Linked DNA regions of Mus musculus: regions 2 and 3 are each linked to region 1. Evidence: chromatin contacts called from public Hi-C data. All regions are on one chromosome and are shown on one strand. The core of a region is the stretch at or near the end of the contact, and the rest is flanking DNA. Distances in the headings are between cores, read along the strand shown. Region 1 overlaps Zrsr2 (zinc finger (CCCH type), RNA binding motif and serine/arginine rich 2). Region 2 overlaps Car5b (carbonic anhydrase 5b, mitochondrial). Region 3 has its middle 17 kb from the start of Siah1b.

Region 1 (2,838 bases), core at 113-2,612:
AGTTACTGAGAAAAATACTAAAGCTGTTTATATTTTGTTGCTGGTTTTAACGAAACAAAACTCCTGGTTTGAGGTTTGAGTTTTACTCAAGTATATCACTGGAATCACCCTGCATTTCTAGAACTCTAGAAACTTGCAAAATTAAACTTCCTATAAAAAAAATATACTACCATCCTGTTTATATACCCAACCCTTAATCTTTTATCTTTTTTTTTTTTTTTTTTTTTTTTGGTTTTTCAAGACAGGATTTCTCTGTATAGCCCTGGCTGTCCTGGAACTCACTCTGTAGACCAGGCTGGCCTCGAACTCAGAAATCCATCTGCCTCTGCCTCCCAAGTGCTGGGATTAAAGGCATGGGCCACCACCGCCCAGCTTCCAACCCTTAATCTTAGGGTGTAATAGTGGTTTTCATTTTCCTAGCAAGGAATTCGAAAATTCCATATATATATATATATACACACACACACATATATATATATACACACACACATATATATACACACACACACATATATATACACACACAAATATACACACACATATATACACATATATATACACATATATATATGTATGTATTCCTATATATAATAGAGAGAGAGAGATTGATTTTTCAAGACAAGGTTTCTCTGTGTAGCCCTGGGTGTCGTGGAACCCCCTGTGTAGAGAGCAGGCTGGCCTCACACTCACCGAGAACCACCTGTGTCTGCCTCCAGGGTGCTGGGATTAAAGATGTGCACCATCACTGCCCAGGATTTTTTATTTAGTTTTGAAACTTTTAAGGTTTATTTTATGTATGTGAGTGTTTTGACTGTGTTTACATATGTGCATCATATACATGCCTGGTGCCCATGGAGATCAAAAGAAGATATCAGATCCCCATCTCTCTAGCCCCTCCTTTTTAAAATTGATCAATAAATTAGTTTATTTATTTCAAGAATAGGTCTCACTATATAGTCCAAGCTGGCTTTGAACTCACAATCCTGTCTTGGCCTCCCTAGACAAGTTTTGGAATGTAAGGTGGTACCATCCATGCCCACCATAAATGTTTCTTAAATGACAGCATCCATTAAGAGAAGGCTGTTCAAGATTTAGACTTGCTTGATAAATTACATATTTTTTACGCCAGTTTTAAGCACCTGGGAAGGAAGAGCAGAAAAACCCAGAGAGAAGGGAGAAGAATACCCGTGAGGTATTAGAGCTTTGTGTCTCTTCATCTGGGGAACTTGCAGACTGATCTGGCTCGGCACTCTCTTAGCAATCAGAAAATGATGAGAGCTTCACAGCAGCTGGCTACTGTGCAGTGCTGAATCATTCCTGGTTTGGCAGCCGCGCTCAGATGAGTCAGTGTAACTGAGAGCACCCAGTGTACAACTAAACTGATCCACACCTACTTCAAGTAATGTGGGAAATGTTAGCCATGGGTAATGATTGTGCTGGTCATGACGGAAGAGTGCTTAGGGACTGAGCCTGAAACAAACAGCTCAAGTGAGGAAAGCCAATGAATAGAAAACACCTTTGAAAGTGCAGCGTGGTTTAGTGTGGGTATCTTTAGTTTAGATGCTGCTGCAGTGTCACACACAGAACCCAGAACTGAGGATCTGAAGACTGAAAATCAACTTGCAATTCTGTCACCAATATAGTGTGACCTCAGGCATTTATTTCATCCACAGAGTGAAGCACAGACCTGTTAAAGATCTAAACCATATCTACACTATGGTGTCCTTTATGGAACTACTCATCTGTAGTATGAGACAAAAGTGGTGCTTCATCCCTCTAAAATACTGCTTTCTTCCTATGAAGATCCCTTTTGTATAGTGCAGCTAGCTGTGGGGGAAGGGTACCACTACATTGGCTTTTACCACAAATTGCCATTTTCCACCGGGTCACTGGGCAGAATTCACACTGGAGCTGTCGTCCTGCATACCATCGTCCATTAAAAACAGAAAAGGCTGCTTGACAGTCTTCTTCCCTTGGAGGCAAAAATCAAGGGTGTGCTTTATAGTAACTCTCACAACATAGCAAACCTACTCTAAATTAGCCCCTTGTCCGCTTACTGTAGGACTTCAGCTCTTGTATTGCCTAGGTAGTCCTCAGAGCATTCAGATTCCCACAGCCTAGTTTATTCAGAGACCTTTCTCATTGACTTCCGAAAAGTTTTGTCACATGGAAATTGGCTAGTTAAAGCTTCTTAATCTGCAAGATTTGACAATTACATGTGCAAAAGTGTTTCCCCTTGCTAGAACCCATGCTGTCTCTGCTGTCCTTACTACTATGGCTAATTGAAGCCATTAGCCATGGCACTGCTTAGAGAAATGGCAATACATGCAGGAATGACTCAGTAACTACATTGCTATCTGGTCAAGTGCACCCTATTGGGAGCTTTAACCCTTTGTACCTTAGATTGGTATTTTCTACTCTATTCCAATTAGCCTTTATTCAGTTTGTATTTTTATGAAGATTATACTGTATGAAAGAATCAAAACTTCAGAAGTATAAAAAGAATGAAATAAAAGAGTATTATTTTCACATCTTGACTGTTTATGAGCTCTTCATATTGACATTTTGAAAAGTATCATGCATAGGAAAGCTACATATTCAGTGACAGACATCAAAGAAACAATGCCATAGCTATGATGAAACATGGACGATGTGTGTATGTCCCCAATACTTACGACTGGTACTGAACATACACATTGCCCCTCAGATGAGGTTCCAGGTTGCAGCTGACCTAAGGAACAAAGAAGAATTCTGTCACACACACACACACACACACACACACACACACATACACACAAAGTATTCAAAAGCAGCAAATGATCACATGCATCCTGTCCA
Region 2 (2,866 bases), core at 354-2,853, 75 kb after region 1:
TTTTAATAGTCCTCTTCCTTACTTAAAGAAGCCAGATGTGATACACAGCTGTAATCCCAGCATTCAAGAAATGGAGAGAGGAGAATCAGAAATTCAAGGGCAACTTCTGCTACACAGCAAGTTTGAGGCAAGTCTGGGGTATATGAAACCCTGTCTCAAAAGGAACAAACAAACAAACGAATAAATAAATAAATAACTATAGGAAGACTGAGACCATCAAGCACCACTAATGTAATAATAAGTTTGCCCCATTTTTATGCGCCATGATCTTCTTTATGCCTTTCATTAAATTAAAAATCACTAAATCATCAAATTCATTTTCCCGTGTTTTAGGTTCTTACGCCTAATTTTGTTTAATGTAACAATTAAGCTAAATGGCACTCTGAGTAAAACTAATTTTATTTTCATCTCTGGTAATAGGTATATAGCCTATTAAGTCTTTAAGAGTTACTGACTGCATCTCAGGAAAACAGTAAACAGCAATTTGAATAGACAGCCCATGGTTCCTGGGCAGAGAAAGAAGGTGAATGGCAGTGTGCTTCTGCAGTTCCCACAATCTTCTACTTCCTTTACCTCTTGGTCTGCTTTACATGACCTTAAGAAGGCCAGATTGGAAGCTGGGTGTAGAGGTGCATGACCGTCACATTGGCACACCCAGGGACTAAGGCAAGAAGAAGATCCAAATTTCAAAACCAGCCTGAGGCTGGAGAGATGGCTCAGCAGTTAAGAACACTGGCTGCTCTTCCAGAGGTCCTGAGTTCAATTCCCAGCAACCACATGGTGGCTCATGACCATCTGTAATGGGATCCGATGCCCTCTTCTGGCATACATGCAGGTAGAACCATGTATGCATAATAAATAAATAAATCTAAAAAACCCAAAAACTTTTCAAGACCATCCTGGGCTACATAGAGAGTCGGAAGTCAGTCTGAAGTACATAAAAGCAGACAAACAACAGATAAAATGGTCAGATTTGAACCCGGACACAAGTATCGAACCTATAAAGATGACAAAAAGGATGAAGGTAAGAATGACTATGACACTAAAAGAAGCACCAGAGCTGAATTTTTAATCTTTCACATCCTTTCCTGTCTCCAAGTAGCCACCCTTCTGTTGGGCTATTGAATTGTCAGAAACAATAAGTATTATCTTTCCAACTAAGCAGGGGAAGGATATAGGCCTACAGACAAGGACATATGCTCAGTGGGGCAGCAAAGACCATAATATTCTCCTGCCTGAAAAAAACGTTGGGATGCTGTTATATGCCAAGAGTCAAAAAGAAGGAAACTGTGCCCGATTTTCCTCACCAAGTCAGAAACAAGAACATGTCTGAGTATGAGGGAGATTACTCAAAGGAAGTTGGTCCTCTCTGCCACTACTGTCTGCTGCAAATCCTGTCCTAAAGTCACAGCCCACAGGATTTTAAATGTGTAACTTTTAGCTTCCTGCTAAAAAAACAAAAGAAGAAAGCTTCATTAGCTGGATAAGTATGACTAATTTTTTCCATTTCAGGTCATAAACCACAAAGTACTGAATTCACACTCTGGATAGTATGTGGGCATGCTTGTAGGATGCCACACCCAACAACCAGAAATTTCTTATGACTCAGGCCAGTTTCTCTTAACGAGAAGACACCCAGTGCTGAGGGTAAGGGAACTTTCAGTTAACATAGATTTATAGAGCAGTTTTTGAATCCCAGGCTTAAGTGAGATTAATACCGTTGTGGGCAAGCATTTTCATTTACCCGTCTTTTACACATGGAGTCAGGGAAAAACTTAGGTCTCAGTGCAGGCCAACATTCAAGACATCTGTGTGGGGCTTTGTTGCAATGTTTTATTTTCTGGTAGTGGAAATTTCCTCTTTAGTTAGTTAGTTAGCGACCTCATCTGCCCATAAACTCAAATGAACCGTGTCACAAATGCATTCTTTCTCCTCATCTCAATGGTTGGTTCTTATCCAGGGGGCAATTTTGTTCCCTAGAATTCATAGAGAAATATCTACTTTTGGTTTTTATATTTGGGGGCAATGGGAGCCTGGGCTCGAGGGAGTAAATATACCTCCCCACCCCCCAGCCCTGTGCCGGTGCCAAGGTAGAGAATTCCTGCAACACCATGCTATGGACAATCACTCGAGTCTCCGAGGGAGCAGCAGGGCGTTGAAGGAAGAACATATGCTGCCTCATTTCATCGCCCATGTTTACAGTTGAGCACACAATTGCAAGCTGGTCAGCTACAATTAACTCCTGGATTTATAACTCCAGACAGAATATTTTGGAGCATGAACACAATGACCCACTTGCAAAACCCTATATGCAAATTCTATAAATGTAAGATCCAGTGCAACAGCCAGGCAGTGGTGGTGCAGGCCTTTAGTCCCAGCACCCATGATGCAGAGGCAGGCAGATCTCTGTGAGTACAAGACCACCCTGGTCTATAGAGAGAGTTTCAGGGTAGCCAGGGCTACACAGAGATACCCTGTCTCAAAAAACCAATAGATGGATGGATGGATGGATGGATGGATGGATAGATAGATAGATAGATAGATAATCCACTGTAACAATTTGTAGTTTGTAGGTCAACCTTAGTCAAAGGAAACGAATGGTAAGATACCAGACTTCAAGACATTTCAACATCTTCATAGCCCTTGTCCACTTTCAGCATGACATCATCTAGCATACTAAAACAGGTGGAAAAGGACTTTCCATGTCTGCTGTCTTTACAGTCATGTTCACCATTCTTAAGGTGTATAATCCCACACTGGAATGCCTACAGGTAGTTAGCAAGCAAACTTTTCACTCTCTTCATGGAGTGGGGTACTCACAGGCTCGGTTCCTGGTTCTGTATGTGCAGGTATAGAGACTGCAGGA
Region 3 (2,700 bases), core at 64-2,563, 120 kb after region 1:
AGCCGGGAGAGTGAAGGACAAGCCACCTGAGAATTAGAAGGCTTTTGTCCTCTCTGTGTCTTGGGTCTTTCTCCACCATGGCACAATGCTGATTGGGGTGCCTAAGGTACTTTTGGCTTCTCTTGGATCCTTCTCTGAACATGGCTGCCATTATCATGGCAAGCCTCCTGTGTTTCGTCCCATCTGGATCTCTATTGTTAAAAGTCTCCTGAGCTATCTCTAATAGCTATGACCTATTCATTCCTTCCAACCCTTCTAATCTTTGTAACTTTCTGCCAATATCTGGGGCTGTCTGGGGCTGACTGGGCAAGGAAAGCAACATGAATAGCCGACTGTTTCCCTGGGGCATAAGGATCAATGGCTATGAACTTCCAGTAAGTTTCTCAGAGACACGCCAGGAACCCAGCAGGAGAGTGTCCATTTCTCAGAGATTAGTTGACTTTCAAGAAGCTCAACCCATTGCTGCTGATGGGGCCTAGCGATGAGTGTTGAATGCCTCCTTACCTTGGTCAGTGTTGGCATCCCAGTTTGGTAAGGTTGAGGACAATATTCACTTAGATCACCTTTCTGCATTGAACCCCGGGGGCCCTGGGCCCATTGCAGCTAGTTCCTGGCTTGCTATTATCTGGCCCCTTTCCTCAGTAGTGAAAAGGAGACCTAAAAGCTGCTTACAATCAGCTCAGGTGGGATGATAAGAAAACACTTTCTAATAGGCTGATGAGAGCCTGAGGTTTCTCAGAAAAGGGAAGCGTCTCTGGGTCTTCCAGTTATACAAACCACTGGTTGAAAAAAAGGTAAGGTCTGGGTAAGGTCTGTTCCCGGTTGCCTCCTTCCTCCAGAGGGGGTCGAGGGAGAACAGGGGGTTTCTGACTCAGTATTCAGAGGTAAAAGCCAGTCAGGCAGAAGTGAGGGCAAAACCAAATGAAAGCGAGAACAATTGAGATAAATTCTTGGGACCACAGTTGGAGTCCCCTTCAGACACAGTTGGGTCCTGGACTGGCTGAATGTGTGGACTGTAAGAGGCTATAATGGAGAGTGGTGGCTTTTTACTAAGGTTCGTATTCAGCTCTGGCTCACTGACTTTGAGACTAAAACAGAGGAGCTCCTTTAAGGGTACATTCCAGCCATGGAGGAGGGAGAACGGGGGGGGGGGGGGGCAATGTAAGGAAACTGATCAGGGTGGCCAAGATTCCCTGTACCCACCTGCCAGACTCCCTTGGCAGTCTGAGGGTTGAATGATCCTGCATCTGGCCACTCCACATCAAAAGTGGACCATTCTAGCAGAGCTTCTGTGGTGACAATTTAGCCCCATAGTCTGCCTCATGGGACTCCTGAAAGCATTACAGTATGCATCTCAGGGGCAGTCTGGAAAGAGTATCATGTGTCAACAGTCAGAGAAGACTAAACAAACGCAGACATGGCAGATTCCTTTACGCACACACCAGAACCAGCACAGAAGGGCATCTCTTCTGTCCCAGAGACTGGGCCTATAACTGCTTCAATCTCCCCCATGTCTCTCCAAATGTCTGCATTCCAAAACAGAACACAACAACTCACCAACTGGTCTGAGTTTCAGAGCATATTGGCCAGCAATTTATTTTCATTTTGTTTTCAATTTGTAAATTTGTGCTAGTCAAAGTCTGAGCTCCCCAGGCCTCTCAAATCTGCTGTAAGGGCCCAAAAACCGCTGAAGGAAGGCCTCCTTCCCCTACTCAGTATGTGAAAACAAAGAGCATTTATTCTGGAGAAACAACCAGCATGCAGGGGTCAACAGTTCTTTGAAATGGTTATGGTGACCCCCGACAAAGGCACACAGTCCTTATAGGTAACCAGGGGAACTCTCTAGAAGGATTCAGTAATCTAAATTTCATTGGTGGGTGCTAGGGGTCACAGGTGGCCAGTGGTCTGCATTCCTATGTCATGAATGTTTAATCATATGAAATAGGGCTGTCCAGCACAGATGGCCCATTCTGAGATAAGATATTTCCCCATTTTTGTGGTTATCCCTAGGCTATTCTTTGAGAGAGAGTATTATGATCTTATTCTGGATTTTATGGATTCTTCCTAGAGCTGGTGTCTTATGACTTAGTTTCTGGGACTTACGGTCTGTTCCTGAAGCTGTACCTTATGGATTTTTAAAAAAATCAGTCCTGGTCCTTAAATGGAGACAATGGAGGTTTACCTTTCACTGCAAGAATGCTCATTCCTGTCCAGGGCTATATGCTCCCAGGCCTCTTATGAGGCCAATTCCCTACTAGCAACCTTAAATTTGTGGCAGCAGTGGTCTTGGGCTCTCTGGGCTTCCAATTCCACCTCAGGCTTGCTCTCACTTGGGAATCATCCCAATTCCTGTCCCTGAGTCTGGGTCCTCCAGGGATCTTGTTGGAGCATCCAAAAATGTTACAAAGTTTGATACACCAGGAAATAAACCACAGATTCAATTTAAATTGTAATTAGCTGAATTGATTAAAACCTGCTAGCAAGGTAACAAAAGCCAAATCAAAGGTGTGTTGTCCAGCAGGGGCTAAGGGAAGGGTTTTTAAAGGTGGAGACCACAATTCTCTTGCTTCTGTGGAATCAATCTGCAGCCGAGAATCGTCTTCAATCCCCTCAGCTATGTGAAGAGCTGCCTCGCTCCCCCTGTACATAGCACTAAGTGGGTTTAGAGAAGCTGAAGCTGCCTCGCTTCCCTGTACATAG

What was found. A called contact is a pair of places that touch in the nucleus more often than the background predicts.
Region 2: a Hi-C map of the C2C12 cell line shows a contact between it and region 1, with 2.4 times the contacts expected there. The contact joins two enhancer-like sites. A contact is called at or near these places in 4 of 484 Hi-C or Micro-C datasets (the C2C12 cell line, ECoMG-derived neutrophils, embryonic stem cells and 1 more), 2 of 115 datasets of contacts at active chromatin or transcription factors (both in embryonic stem cells) and 2 of 9 other capture datasets (adipose tissue and liver).
Region 3: a Hi-C map of the C2C12 cell line shows a contact between it and region 1, with 4 times the contacts expected there. The contact joins two enhancer-like sites. A contact is called at or near these places in 5 of 39 promoter capture datasets (the 3T3-L1 cell line, HPC-7-derived erythroid cells and embryonic stem cells), 8 of 484 Hi-C or Micro-C datasets (B cells, the C10 cell line, the C2C12 cell line and 5 more), 5 of 115 datasets of contacts at active chromatin or transcription factors (the SCID.adh cell line and embryonic stem cells) and 3 of 9 other capture datasets (adipose tissue, liver and pancreatic islet).

Annotation. Positions count from the first base shown.
Region 1 is chrX:163,937,444-163,940,281 of GRCm38.p6, forward strand. Zrsr2 (zinc finger (CCCH type), RNA binding motif and serine/arginine rich 2) reads right to left here. Exons shown (of 11, transcript NM_009453.3): 9 at 2,676-2,731; 10 at 1,863-1,972. Among named protein-coding and RNA genes, the nearest start is that of Zrsr2, 20 kb to the right of the region's middle. Within about 2 kb of position 1,363, at least 59 of the 459 cell types and tissues checked have an H3K27ac peak or open chromatin away from gene starts, as enhancers often do. A contact at or near this core is called in the C2C12 cell line, where this site is marked.
Region 2 is chrX:164,011,983-164,014,848 of GRCm38.p6, forward strand. Car5b (carbonic anhydrase 5b, mitochondrial) reads right to left here. Exons shown (of 8, transcript NM_181315.4): 2 at 2,821-2,866. Among named protein-coding and RNA genes, the nearest start is that of Car5b, 15 kb to the right of the region's middle. Within about 2 kb of position 1,604, at least 88 of the 459 cell types and tissues checked have an H3K27ac peak or open chromatin away from gene starts, as enhancers often do. A contact at or near this core is called in the C2C12 cell line, where this site is marked.
Region 3 is chrX:164,058,543-164,061,242 of GRCm38.p6, forward strand. No RefSeq gene overlaps it. Among named protein-coding and RNA genes, the nearest start is that of Siah1b, 17 kb to the right of the region's middle. Within about 2 kb of position 1,314, at least 4 of the 459 cell types and tissues checked have an H3K27ac peak or open chromatin away from gene starts, as enhancers often do. A contact at or near this core is called in the C2C12 cell line, where this site is marked.